2 separate regions of the Sus scrofa genome follow, and region 1 is linked to region 2. A link is a contact called in public Hi-C data. All regions are on one chromosome and are shown on one strand. Each heading gives the region's core, a stretch centred on a gene start, on an enhancer-like site or on the middle of the called end of the contact. The rest is flanking DNA. Distances are from core to core; before and after follow the strand shown. Region 1 overlaps ITPR2 (inositol 1,4,5-trisphosphate receptor type 2). Region 2 has its middle 49 kb from the start of ITPR2.

The links. Hi-C and Micro-C count contacts between places; a contact is called where the count stands out from the background.
Region 1: a contact with region 2 is called in a Hi-C map of retroperitoneal adipose tissue, with 2.7 times the contacts expected there. The contact joins two enhancer-like sites. A contact is called at or near these places in 1 of 5 promoter capture datasets (liver) and 19 of 47 Hi-C or Micro-C datasets (alveolar macrophages, blood, embryonic fibroblasts and 11 more).

Annotation. Positions count from the first base shown.
Region 1 is chr5:46,966,088-46,973,008 of Sscrofa11.1, forward strand. All of the region lies in intron 1 of ITPR2 (inositol 1,4,5-trisphosphate receptor type 2), which reads left to right. Among named protein-coding and RNA genes, the nearest start is that of ITPR2, 33 kb to the left of the region's middle. Within about 2 kb of position 4,549, at least 2 of the 83 cell types and tissues checked have an H3K27ac peak or open chromatin away from gene starts, as enhancers often do. A contact at or near this core is called in retroperitoneal adipose tissue, where this site is marked.
Region 2 is chr5:46,883,865-46,890,749 of Sscrofa11.1, forward strand. No RefSeq gene overlaps it. Among named protein-coding and RNA genes, the nearest start is that of ITPR2, 49 kb to the right of the region's middle. Within about 2 kb of position 2,462, at least 16 of the 83 cell types and tissues checked have an H3K27ac peak or open chromatin away from gene starts, as enhancers often do. A contact at or near this core is called in retroperitoneal adipose tissue, where this site is marked.

The DNA.
Region 1 (6,921 bases), core at 3,299-5,798, 84 kb after region 2:
ATTCTTTTATATCAACAGTGTTTAAGTTTATTCCCATATTTAACAGTTTTCCTTCCTATTTATTCTCATAACTAATATTTTTCTATTAAAATAATTTTTATTCTACCCAAAGTATATTCTATAAGTTTTTTTTTTTTTTTTAGTGAAAATCTATTAATGGTAAATTTTAGTTTTTATCTATCTAAAAGTACTTTGATATTACCCTGCTCTTAAAAGTTAATTTTGGTGGGCACACAATTTCAACTTTACAATTACATTTTCCCTCAGCATTCAAAGAAATGATTCCAATATCTTCTGGCTTGTATTTTAGACTCTGAGAAATTAGCAGCCCAATATGTTGTGTTTTATCTGTAGATTCATATTTTTCATTAATTTAGGCAATTCTCAACTGTCATCTCTTCAAATATTGCCTCTCTTCTATCTCTCTATTCTCTCCTTCCAGGCTTCAAGTTGTACTTACATGGTTACCTTTTCATCTTATCTTTTGTATGTCTTAACCTCTCTTTCATATTTTCTCTGTCAAGACCATTGTTTCATTTTCAGTAACTTCTTTCTTTCTTCCTTTCTTTCTTTCTTTCTTTCTTTCTTTCTTTCTTTCTTTTTCTTTCTTTCTTTCTCTTTCTTTCTTTCTTTCTTTCTTTCTTTCTTTCTTTTCTTTCTTTCTTTCTTTCTTTCTTTCTCTTTCTTTCTTTCTCTCTCTCTTTCTTTCTTTCTTTCTTTCTTTCTTTCTTTCTTTCTTTCTTTCTCTCTCTCTCTCTCCTTCCTTTCTTCCTTCCTTCCTTTTTCTTTTTTCTTTTAGGGCTGCACCTGCAGCATATGAAAATTGCCAGGCAAGGGATCAAATTGGAGCTGTAGCTGCTGGCCTACATCACAGCCACAGCAACGTCAGATCTGAGCCATGCCTGCAACCTACACTGCAGCTCGTGGCAACATTAGATCCTTAACCCATTGAGCAAGACCAGGGATCAATCCTGCATCCTCATGGATACTAGTTGGGTTTGTTACCACTGAGCCAGGACAGGAACTCCTTGAGCAATTTCTTAAGATCTGTTTTCTAGGTTATTAGTAGTTCTATCTACTGTCTTAAACCCAGCTAGTTCATTGAATAATTATTATTTTTAAAAAATTTATCCATTTATTTTTAAGATGAATAATTATTTTTCATCTATAGAAATTCTTTATAAAATCTGTCTGATTTTGATGGGTTCTTATTCTTTGCTCCTTTAAAGAAATTGTCTTTAATGTCCTTACACATGCATAATACTTATGTTTTTTAGTCAGTAACTAACATCCATTTGTTATTCTTTTTTGCTTATGCATGCATAAGCAGTTTATTGCACTGTCTTAATAGTAATTTTAAGAATATTTGAGCTCATACTTCTTGATTTTTTTTTTTTTTTTTTTTTTTAGGGCTGCACCTGCATATGGATGCTCCCATACTAGGAGTGGAATCAGAGCTGCAGCTGCTGGCCTATGCCACAGCAACATCAGATCTGAGCTGCATCTGTGACCTACACTGCAGCTCATGGCAACGCCACATCCTTAACCCACTGAGTGAGGCCAGGGATTGAACCTGTGCCCTCATAGATACTAATTGGGTTTGTTACCACTGAGCCACAACAGAAACTTGCATATTTCTTGAATTTAATCTTCAGTATAACTAGTATAAACTCTGGATGAAATGTAAGAAAGTGTGAGAGAGTGACCAAAAGCAGGTAGAAACCTGGGGTGGGAGAGGAGCAGCAATAAGAAAGTGTCACTAGGTAAATTCCCCATTTTATAGCCTTTTCGCTGAGAACACTTTTAAGTTGGTGCCAACCAGGTGGCAAAATCTCAGATAAGAGTGACAGTATGGTAGTAGTAAACATCTGGCCTTGAACTTTGCCTAGTAAGTTCCTTGTACAGTGCCAGTGATTTTCTAGCTTTCTGCAGATGTTTGAGAAATATCACATACACTTATTTTTTATTTTGAATAGGTAATCCATTCTCATAGTTTCAGCTTCAAAAAGTGCAAGAGGATGTTCCATGAAGTCCTCCCTCTCACTCCTCTATCCCAACCACCCAGTTCGCCTCTGCACAAGCCACTGATGATTCAGTCTTTTGTATTCTCCAGAGATGCATAAATAGTCATAGATTTTCTTTTCCCCTTCGCTACTAAACTTACTTTTGTAACTTGCCGTTTTCACCCTGCAGTATATTCTGGGGATCTCTCCATATCAGTCATAGAGAGCCTGCTCATATTTTTTTTAAGTATCCATCCACTGTGTGGAAATACTGCAGGGCACTAACCAGTGCCGGTTGATGGACACAGGGGCTGTTCCTTATTGATGATTGAGAACTGATAATAGTAAAGGTCACCTTTGCCATCACAAATAATTGATCTCGACTGGTAGATGCCCATTCATATCCTGAGAAAGGCACTTGGCAAATGCTTTGGCTTTTGTGAGAACAGTAATGGACAAGCTGGAACAAAATGCTGCACATACTGACTTGCAATTGTATTGGATTCAGAGAGATTGTGCCGGCAGGTTATAGAGGATCAAGGAAAGGAAGTTATTAGATGGAGAAGGAAAATCTGAAAAGAAAAAGTCAGATTGCTTTCTTTGGCTGGATTAAGACTTTAAGTTTTCAAAACATACAGGCAAATTGTCTCTGAAGTCATGGTCAGATATACATGCTTCTCTTTGAAAGGCGATGTGTAACTCTTTTAGTTCCCCCTCTCCCACCCCCTAGTTTCACCGGCATCCTTTTTCTGAATATAATTGTTTCACAAAATCATGGCTTCTTGCCCTGATTTCTAAAAAAGTTAGTATGTGATCAGAGTTCCCGTTGTGGCGCAGTGGTTAACGAATCCAACTAGGAACCATGAGGTTGCGGGTTCAATCCCTGCCCTTGCTCAGTGGGTTGAGGATCCGGCGTTGCTGTGAGCTGTGGCATAGGTCCCAGATGTGGCTTGGATCTTGCATTGCTGTGGCTCTGGCGTAGGCCGGTGGCTACAGCTCCAGTTGGACCCATAGCCTGGGAACCTCCATGTACCGCGGGAGCAGCCCTAGAACAGGCAAAAAGATTAAAAAAAAAAAAAAAGTTAGTATGTGAACAACATCATTCCCTTTGTGAGTCTCATGATACCTATTTTTTCAAAAAGTTTTTGAATCCTTTGGTCTAGGCGATAGTACTGATCAAATAATTTAAGCATAAGGATTCATTTAGTGTTTGTAGTAGTTTCCAAGTAGTAGTACTTCAAAATTGAGTGTTTATGCTGTAATTTCTATGCGGTTTAGATTAATTTTATCTTTCATGGAAGAACAACTGGAAACATTTTAAATACCTAAGAGTAAGCACAATTTTAACTTTGGAAGGAAACGATTTTAGAAATATTATCAGCAACAAACTTGTGCATGATTGTAAAAGTTACACATGGAATTAAATGGGTTTTGTTTTGTTTTGTTTTGTTTGGCAATGCCTGCAGCATGTGGAAGTTCCTGGGTCAGGGGCCGAACCTTGCCACAGAAGCAACCCAAGCCGCTGCAGTGACAAAGCTGGATCCTTAACCCTGTGCACCACAAAGGAACTCCTAAGTGTGCTTTTAGTAGTAAAGCTTAAAATGTTTGTGTTAGTAAAAATGTTATTGAAATAAGAAATCTGAAAAGAGAAGATAAAGTTAAACATGATTGGTTTCACTTTTAAAAACCTCACATTTCAAATGGCAAAAGTGAATTTAACTTAACTTGTCATCATAGGCAAAATATGAGTACAGCTATGAGTGAATTTTCTATGTTGCATCTGTTTTGCATTTATAAGTCAGAACACTTTTTGGCAGAAGTCTTGCAATGAAATTACTTCCCTCTTTGTGTGATTAGAAATGTTTAAGGCCCTGTGTAGGGGTGTATTCACAGGACGTATCAGATCTAAGGTATAGAACCAGACATTTCTAGAACCTAGTATTTCTTGTTAAGTTACTCCGAATTATGAGACAGATTAATTGGCTTTACCAACAAGAACCTGCAGGCCTTGAGGTTGGCATCCTACTTAGGCAACTTGAGTATTGGTAAGCAAAAAAAAAAAAAAAAAAAAAAAAAAAAAGTTCATATTTCTGATGGATAAGACCTTAAGATGTTAAAATACTGTGTTCTAAGACAATGGTAAATGAATGGAACAAAAATCACAAACTAGTATTTTTTTTGGAATGATGAAATAACACATAAACTGAAAAGAACTGATTCTAAACAGTTAAACCTTCCAACTACAGTGTATAAAATACTATAAAGTCGGAGCTGGCTACTGAAAGCTAGCCCAAGCCAGCTTTAATTACAAAACAAAATCAGAGAAATGAGAAAACCACAGAAATAGAAGGAATTTGTGAGATCACAGCTGTCCCATTTAGAAAGTGAGGCACAGAGAGGTTAAGTGGCTAACGTAAACACAGCTGGTTATAGAGTGGCAGAACAAGGATTAGAGCTCAATTTTTAAGATTCTGTTCTAGTACTCCTTCCAAGTGAAGGTGAGGGAAGGGGTTGACTGATGCGCCAGGGCTGTGGGGGCTGTGGTGAAGGTGGCTGGTGCATTGTGTGGGGTGGAGGGACCGTTTTGCTAAGAAGTCAGAAAATTGCAGCTCAGGGAGAAATATGGCCAGTGCAGTGAAAATCCCAGAGTTAGGGATAAAGTTATTTTTGACAGAGTTCTGAAAGTGCTTTAAAGGCAGTTCTGGAGTTCCTGTCATGGCGCAGTGGAAACGAATCCGACTAGGAACCATGAGGTTGTGGGTTTGATGCCTGGCCTCGCTCAGTGGGTTAAGGATCTGGCGTTGCCATGAGCTGTGGTGTAGGTCACAGACACGGCTCGGATCTGGCATTGCTGTGGCTGTAGTGTAGGCCTGCAGCTGGAGCTCCGTTTAGACCCCTAGCCTGGGAACCTCCATATGCCATGGGTACAGTCCTAAAAAAAAAAGAAAAAAGCCAAAAAATAAATAAGTAAAATAAAGGCAGCTCTGCCATACTTATGAATCTAGCCACAATATCAGCCCCCTTTCTTGCTAATAGTTTTTAATAGTGTCCATTGTGGACTCCCACCTTCTCTTTCCCCTCAAATTCATTTTGTTTAAATAGCTTTATAGTCATTGTTTTAGAAATGAACTATGCCACTTAATTGTACAAATATCACATATAGGTGGTAGGTGAATATCAGAAAATAACACATTTTCAAAAGTATTCAAGGTAGAAATACCATTTATGGCTTCATCAGGAAAAATATATGACTAACTTATTTTACTTTTTTTTTTTTTGTCTCTTTAGGGCCACACCTGTGGTATATGGAAGTTCTTAGACTAGGGGTCAAATCAGAGCTACAGCTGCCGGCCTACACTATAGCCGCAGCAATGCAAGGTCTGAGCCACGTCTGTGACCTACACCACGGCTCGTGGCAATGCCGGATCCTTAACCCACTGAGCGAGGCCAGGCATCAAACCTGCATCCTCATGGATCCTAGTTGGGTTCATTACTGCTGAGCCATGACATAATTCCCTATTTTACCTATTTTTGTGGCATTTTCTTTGCGGTTGGTAGACTAATAAGGGACGAGAGACCAAAGGGTAATTTGCTTTCTTTTGGAAAGCTATTTAAAAACCTGGTAGCCATGTATTTTTATATAATAATTTATTTGCCATCCATGCGTATTCTTACAATATATGGTATTTAGTTTTGCCTAGTCATGCCTTCAGTATAAATGGAATTATCTTAACACTTGGGACTTGCTTGTTTTTAGCTCAACTTTAGGTCTTTGAGATTTTCAATGTTGTTGCAATTTATTCACTTTTAAAAAGTTATGTTTTGTATGAAATTATTCATTTGTCATAATTTATTTGTCCATGCTACTCTTACTGATGGACTTCTGGGTTTTTCTGGAGCTTGCTATCATGAACAGTGCTGCCTCAAACACTGTGGTATGTATCTCCAGATGCACATGTGCAAGATTTGTCAAGGAGGCAAATCTCTCCAGTTAAAATTTGATTCACATATATTTTTGATTCACATTTATCTATAAAATCATTCAAAGCAGCTAATGAAGTCTCTTTATAGATACTTTGGAAGGTCTAATTGTTTGTTTTTTTGTTTTGGCTGCATCAGTGGCCTATGTTAGTTCCTGGGCCAAGGATTGAATCTGAGCTGCAGCTGCGACCTGAGCTGCAGCTGCGACCTATGCCCCAGCTGCAGCCACATGGAATCCTTAATCTGCTATGCCACAGTGGGAACTCTGGGAGGTCTAATGGTTGAATGATTTTTTTTATTAATTACAATGAACAGATAACCTATAGTTGTGACCTTATGACGAGAAGATAGGTATGAAGGATAACAGATTTTATGTTCATTGAGATTAAGTGGCGGATTGTGAAATTTATTTAGGTTGTTGCTATAAATTGCTTGTTTGGCATACTTGCTGATTCAGACAGGAGAAAATAAATGTAGCCCATTAAAAAGTGCTCTGATATATTGGGTTGGAAGATGCTATATAAGATAGTATTTAGAGTAGGCTGTCTTGGCCCTAAGAAGGTTTTGACATTTTTGATAATTTTCTGAGACACATCCTATCCTTTCTTCCATCTGCTTTTAGGTAACCATTTGTTAGTTTCAGCAATTTTTTTTATGGTTTATGTGACCTATCAACATATTACTATTGCTTTACTGTTATCCCAAAAGTGACTCAGTTATTCACTCAATTAATAATCATTCAGCATCTTCCTATTTGAGGACTGACACTTAGATTTGGACTATTGAGCAGAACAGAAATGGGCTGACTCTCTCGGGATATATATTTTATAGTGCTAGTGAAATATGCATAAATAAGAAACTTGATGGAGTGTGAGAAATTCTCTTGAGAGTGGATAGCCTCATGTACTGTGGGAGTGTGGGTACTCCTAATCCATTC
Region 2 (6,885 bases), core at 1,212-3,711:
CGGGTTCGATCCCTGCCCTTGCTCAGTGGGTTAACGATCCAGCGTTGCCATGAGATGTGGTGTAGGTTGCAGACGCGGCTCGGATCCCGCGTTGCTGTGGCTCTGGCGTAGGCCGGTGGCTACAGCTCCGATTCAACCCCTAGCCTGGGAACCTCCATATGCCGCGGGAGCGGCCCAAGAAATAGCAACAACAGCAACAACAGCAACAACAGACAAAAAGACAAAAAAAAAAAAAAAAAAAAAATTCCCTCTGTCTCAAAACATCACTGCTCTGTGGTGACTTCACTAAGTGAGCAGGAGAGGGAGCCCACTGATGCAGTTTGACATAGAGTCTGCCTTGCACGGCTTCCTTTAGTGATCTACATCCAGTTTTACCTAGAGGGTAATATGAGGCTCATAATACAATGAGTTATGTAATAACACAGTAAATACAAATATAAAACCACCACAAAAAGCCTTCTGCAGAAACAGCCTTGGAGTTCCCATGGCTCAGTGGTTCACGAATCCCACTAGGAACCATGAGGTTGCGGGTTCAATCCCTGGCCTCGCTCAGTGGGTTCAGGATCCAGTGTTACCATGAGCTGTGGTATAGGTCGCAGACTTGGATCCCAAATTGCTGTGGTTCTGGTGTAGGCTGGTGGCTAAAGCTCTGATGGGACCCCTAGCCTGGGAACCTCCATATGCCGCAGGTGCGGCCCTAGAAAAAGGCAAAAACAAAAAACAAAAACGAGAACAAAAAAAGAAAGAAAAAGAAACAGCCTTATTTCCATTTTCATTGATGCCCCTGTAAGAGACATCAGAGGTTTCTCAGCAACCCTGTCCCTCTTTGAGTCATAATGACCTTGATTTTTGGGAAAATTTCCCTCGCCTACCTCAACTTGTTGCTGAAATTTGGCCTCTGTCCACCAGTGCCAAATAGAAAGGCAGAGACAGAGTTTGGGGTGAAGGAGAACATGATAGCTTTTATCTCTTTGCCAGGCAAAGGCGGCCACAGCAGGCTAACGCCTTAAAGACTGTGTCGGAGTTCCCGTCATGGCACAGTGGTTAACAAATCCGACTAGGAACCATGAGGTTGCGGGTTCGATCCCTGGCCTTACTCAGTGGGTTAACGATCCGGCGTTGCCGTGAGCTGTGCGGTAGGTCGCAGACGCGGCTTGGATCCTGCATTGCTGTGGCTCTGGCGTAGGCCGGTGGCAACAGCTCCGATTAGACCCCTAGTCTGGGAACTCCATGTGCCGCGAGAGCGGCCCAATAAATGGCAAAAAAGACAAAAAAAAAAAAAAAAGAAGAAGAAGACTCTGCCCTCCACTGCTCCACTGGAAAGATTTGTGGGAAGTTTTATAGTAAAAAGGAGAAAAACAGGCTTTCAGATAAGAATTAGGATTGGGGCAAACATGCATTCTTCTTTCTTTGGGTAAATCTTGGTCATCAAAGCTGGCATCAGATCTCCACATGTTCTTGGTGGTGGTCTTCTGGGTCACTGACTAGAATAACAGGACTTGTGAAAAGGGTGTATTGATCAGAGATTAGAACAAAGTAGGAAAGTTCCTGAAAAACATCATGTAAACCCACAGGCAATTGTGCTCATGGTGCCTAATCTTTAGCTTACAGGTGATCGTGTTTAGGGTGCAATTAAGACCAGGAGAAGGACAAGGAAGGACTCTAAGCTGTTCAGTGTTAAAGTATTTACTTTTAATATAAGCATAAGGAATATCACTTCTCTCTTAGGTGTATAAGATGCCGACATCATTCTGTGTGCCCCTTGAGAGGGAACCAGGATCCTGCCCAAAGACTGTACTATGGTTTTTTGACCGTTGTCTCTGCATCCCCTTCCTTCCCTGATCAGCAATTGTCTGAATCTGCCCCTTGGAACTTAGGGAAGGCCATGGAGGCTGAATGAGGTCTATTTCCTAAAAGTAAGAAATGGGGTTGGGGGGAGTTCCCGTCGTGGTGCAGTGGAAACGAATCCGACCAGGAACCATGAGGTTGTGGGTTTGATCCCTGGCCTTGCTCAGTGGGTTAAGGATCCGGCGTTGCCGTGAGCTGTGGTGTAGGTGGAAGACACGGCTCAGATTCCAGGTTGCTGTGGCTGTGGTGTAGGCCGGCAGCTACAGCTCCGATTTGACCCCTAGCCTGGGAACCTCCATATGCCGTGGGTATGGCTCTAAAAAGACCAAAAAAAAAAAAAAAAAAAAAAAAAAAGAAAAGAAAAGAAAGAAAGAAAGAAATGGGGGGCATAGAAAGGTTTTTGTGCCCAGGAACCCCATGGGGCCCTGCTCTGTTACAAACTGATGTAGCTCCCAACCAGTCACCCATCTTCTGGGCCAAAGACGTGAGCAAATGACTCTGGCCTGGTCAGTCATAATCCTCAGTTCCTCCTGCAGTGGGGAAAATCCAGGTTTGGGGAAGAGACCCGGGCTCAGCTTACCAGATCCTTTTACTGTCTTCCGGGTTTTTACATGGACATGCTGGGACATAAACTCCCTTTCCTCTAGAGCTGCTGTGTTAACCTGCCACTCCCTATCTCTACTCCTTCAGATCTCCACTCCACCCCAATCTTCTTGCAGAACCCCAAGACTAGCCTTTTCTGGTTTCTAGAACTTGTTACAGAACAGCCCAGACAGGTACAGCCACTCAGGGTACTAGTTACAATGAATTCCTTTTCAGCTCTCAACGGACTGAGGGCTCGAGCCTTTCTTCTGCACCGTGAGCACGAGGTTAGGCTTGGCCAGTAGAGGGCACCAGAGAGACGCTGCAGGGAGACGGAAAAGCTGGTTTCCCTGCGAGGTTTTTGGTCTGGCTGCCTGCTGCTGGAAGGAAGGCTCAGCAAGGTTGTGTGTGGAAGCAGACATCAGGTGTCCTCTGCAACAGCCACACACTGTCCCTTGGTGACCTTGCAGCCCGGCCCAGGCCCAGCTGACCACTAACCGTGATCCTACTGCCTGGACACTGGTGTGTTCCAGAGCCTCTCTGTGTATCCACCCACCAGCCAAGGCACATCTATATCCTGGAAGGTTGTTTCCTCCTGGACCAGCTCTGGCTTAAGCAACCCAGAAAAATTCCTTGCCATCCTGTGGGTGGCAATGGTCCTTTTCCCTAAGGAGGTCTAAACCCTCTTCCGAGTTTTCTCTCTCTTAGGCACTCTTAAGCAGTTGTAGGTACAATTTAGAGTCCTTTTTTAAAAGTTACTCTTCTGTCCTAGCTAATAATTCTTTACATAAAACCTTCCCTGCTCAAAGTACTTTGTTTCCTGATTGTCCAGATTTATTCACCCCCTTTTTTTTTTTTTTTTTGGCCATGCCTGGGGCATGTGGAAGTTCTCACCAGGGATGGAACATGAGCAAAAGCAGTGACTCAAGCCACAGCAGCGACGACACCAGATCCTTAACCCACTAAGCTACCTTATTCTTGACATTAGTCTTAGTTTCTGTGATTAGCTTGGTTCACTTCTTAGCTCTATGTTGTTAGTGTTTTATTATTACTGTTCCCCTTTGAGGTCTATGTATAATGGGAGAAACAATCACTGTCTTACCTGTTATTGTGCATATGGAAAAGTCTGTTAATTATGAAGTGATATATTTTTCTTTTTTTCTTTTTATGGCCAAACCTGTGGCATGTGGAAGTTCCTGGGCCAGGGGTTAAATCTGAGCCTGCACCTCAGCCACAGCAATGCCAGATCCAGCAGCTGCATCTGTGAACTCCACTGCACTCTGCGGCAATGCTGGATCCTTAACCCACTGAGGGAGGCCAGAGATCGAACCCACATCTTCATTGATACTAGTTGGGTTCTTAACCTGCTGAACCTCAGCAGGAACCCCTAAAGTGATATTTTAGGTTTGTTGTTTTTATTATCCAGCAGCTCCTCTCTCTTATTTTCTTTAGCCTCGCCCTCTTTTTGAATGTTTCCAGGAGGTTGGTTCTTGACTTTTGCCTTCTCTCCATACCTCGGCTTCTCATGTCCACAGCTTTGTCTTGATCTCTTGCTGGAACGCTAAGCTCACCATGACTATCATCGTTTTTTTTCTCCATTGTCTAGATGCTGGAAGAGAATGTCCTGAATTTTTAATTTGACAGTCAAGACTTCATTCATTCAACATTCATGAGGGCCTGCAATGTGCAAAGCCCTGTGGTGGGTGGCGGGCATACAGAAGTGAACAAGATACACAAAGCTCCTATGTTTATGGAGTTTACTATTCACAGTTTGGCTCTAATCTATCCTTCCAGACTCCTCTCCCTGGTCTAGGGGAAAGTAAACATTTCCTGGTCATTTTCCTGCCTCGGAACCAATGAGCAACTCTGAAATGATCTTCATCCTCCTCTCTGTCTCTCCAAACCCTATGCTTTAAGACCCAGTTTGAAACCATCCATGAACCTTCAGTAGGCAGCGCCCAAAGGGCTTAGAGCAGTGATGCACAACTTTTTCCACAGCTGCTTATCTGAGCAATAAAATATGCCCTTTTAATATCTATTACCCTCAATGGGAAAAGGAAGGGTTTTTGCCAGAATCTCAGCACTCAGGTGTGCGGCGGGGGGGCAGGTATAATTTGAAAGAGTCTCCCCAGTAGTTCTGATGTGTCTTCATAGAAGATTATGGTGCCTTTCTTGTTGAGAGTCACTGGCCTATACTTTATCTTTCTCAGTGAAGTGAGTACTGCTTATAAAACATTTTCTATTATTTAAATTCTCACATCTCTGCTGTTGTGTAGGTTGCAGACACGGCTTGGATCCCGGTTTGCTGTGGCTGTGGTGTAGGCTGGCAGCTGTAGCTCCAGTTTGACCCCAGACTGGGAACTTGCATATGCTATGGGGCAGCCCTAAAAAAGCAACAACAACAACAAAATCTCACTTCTCATCCTTTTCAATAAATGAACACATTAGGAAAAAGTCAGTGGTTCTACCTACCATTCTGGGGAGTCTTTCCTTTTTTTTTTTTTTTTTTTTGCTTTTTAGGGCCGCACCCGAGGCATATGGAGGTTCCCAGGCTAGGGGCCTAATCTGAGCTATAGTTACTGGCCGACACCACAGCCACAGCAACACTGGATCCTTAACCCTCTGAGCAAGACCAGAGATTGAGCTCTTGTCCTCATGGATGCTAATCGGGTTTGTTAACCACTGAGCCACAGAGGGAATTTTGGGAGCCTTTTCTGCCCATATTTCCTGCTTGTGTTTATTGCAAACAGAACATCCAGAAGTACTGAAATGATTATTGGTTTTACTGGTAAATTGAAAAAACAAAATACTACTCACCTTAATAACTTTTACCCATACTTTTTTCAAAAAAAAGTTATTTATTTGTTTTTTGCCAAAGAATTTCTAAGCCCATCCCTTGGCTTGTGCCCCAAACTTAATTTTAGATTGAAAAATCAAGGTTCTATCTACAAATATGAGTTAAAGCTATAACATTTCTAGATGAAAACCTGGGGAAAAACTTTATGACCTTGGATTAGACATGGGGTTCTTAGATAGGATATAAAAAGCACATAATGTCTAAAATGGTTTTTAAAAAGTTGACAATATCAAGTGCTGGCAATGATATGGAAACACTGGAACCTTCATACATTGCTAATGGAGTTACAAAATGGCACAGCCACTTCGAAAAACACATTGACAGTTTCTTACAGTGCTAATCCCATAATTCTAGAATTTATCAACTATACAGTTTATTATTACTTCTAGTTCAGCATAACATATCAGAACCTCCAATTTGAAGTTACCTTAAAGATCAGCATTTTCAGGGGGGCAGTGCCAGAGGTATGTGGAAATTCCTGGGCCAAGGATTGAACCACACAGTAACAACAGCTGATCCTAAAACAGCTGCACCACCAGAAAACTCCACACTTTTCTTTTTTTCTTTTTTCTTTCTTTCTTTCTTTATTTTTTTTTGCTTTTTAGGGTTGCATGTGCAGCATATGGAAGTTCCCAGTCTAGGGGTCGAATTGGAGCTACAGCTGCCAGACTGCACCACAGCCACAGCAATGCAGGATCTGAGTCATGTCTGTGACTGTACTGCTGCTCACGGCAATGCCAGATCCTTAACCCACGGAGTGTGGCCAGGGATCGAACCTGCATCCTCATAGAAACTAGTGGAGTTCATTAGCGCTGAGCATGATGGGAACTCCCACACTTTGCTTTTTAATGAGATAGTCCCACCTTACAATATCTCTTAATGTATTATTTTCTGCACTTCCATCACCACTTAGCTGTCTCTTCTTTAGGTAAACATTCCCACCTCATTATTAGACTCCTGCAGAGAAACCACTTCCTGTCCTTTAGGCTTCTCCCTTGCTATCTTAGACCCTGTGTAATTTCTCCAACATTCTTTCACATGAGGAGAGTGAACATAGACCTTAAGGAAGGGTTTCATCTCGTCCAAATATAAAAAGACCCGTTCCCTGAAATGATTACGGGGAAAATGTGACAAAGCCCTAGCAACATTTAAAGCTGCCTTTGGGAAATTCGAGGGTAGTGTGAGAATGACCACCACCCCTGCAGGTTTCCCACATCTGCTGGGGTCTGGCGGTGAACTCCCTGTGAACAGGTGATGGTCCCAGAGGGAAGGCATGAGTGTTTCCGACAGGGAATGCGGATCTGGACAAACTGCCATTTGTTTCACTGTAGCATCTGGGAGTTAACGACCCAAGAAAGTTAGAATTCATCATTCCGATGAGTCCTGAAAACAGAAAGCTCCCGCCTCTCAAGCTCCTGGGTAGGTTAAGAATACATGACTGAGTCCTTTCGAAAGCAACTCTTCATTTAAATATGTAATCAACATATGGGGTTTTTCCCCCTAGTCTTCTATTCTTTAGCAGTGTGTACTCCTCTTACTAGGCATTTAAAGCTTTAACCACAATGACAAATGGAAAGTGGGGGGATGAATGGGAAGCT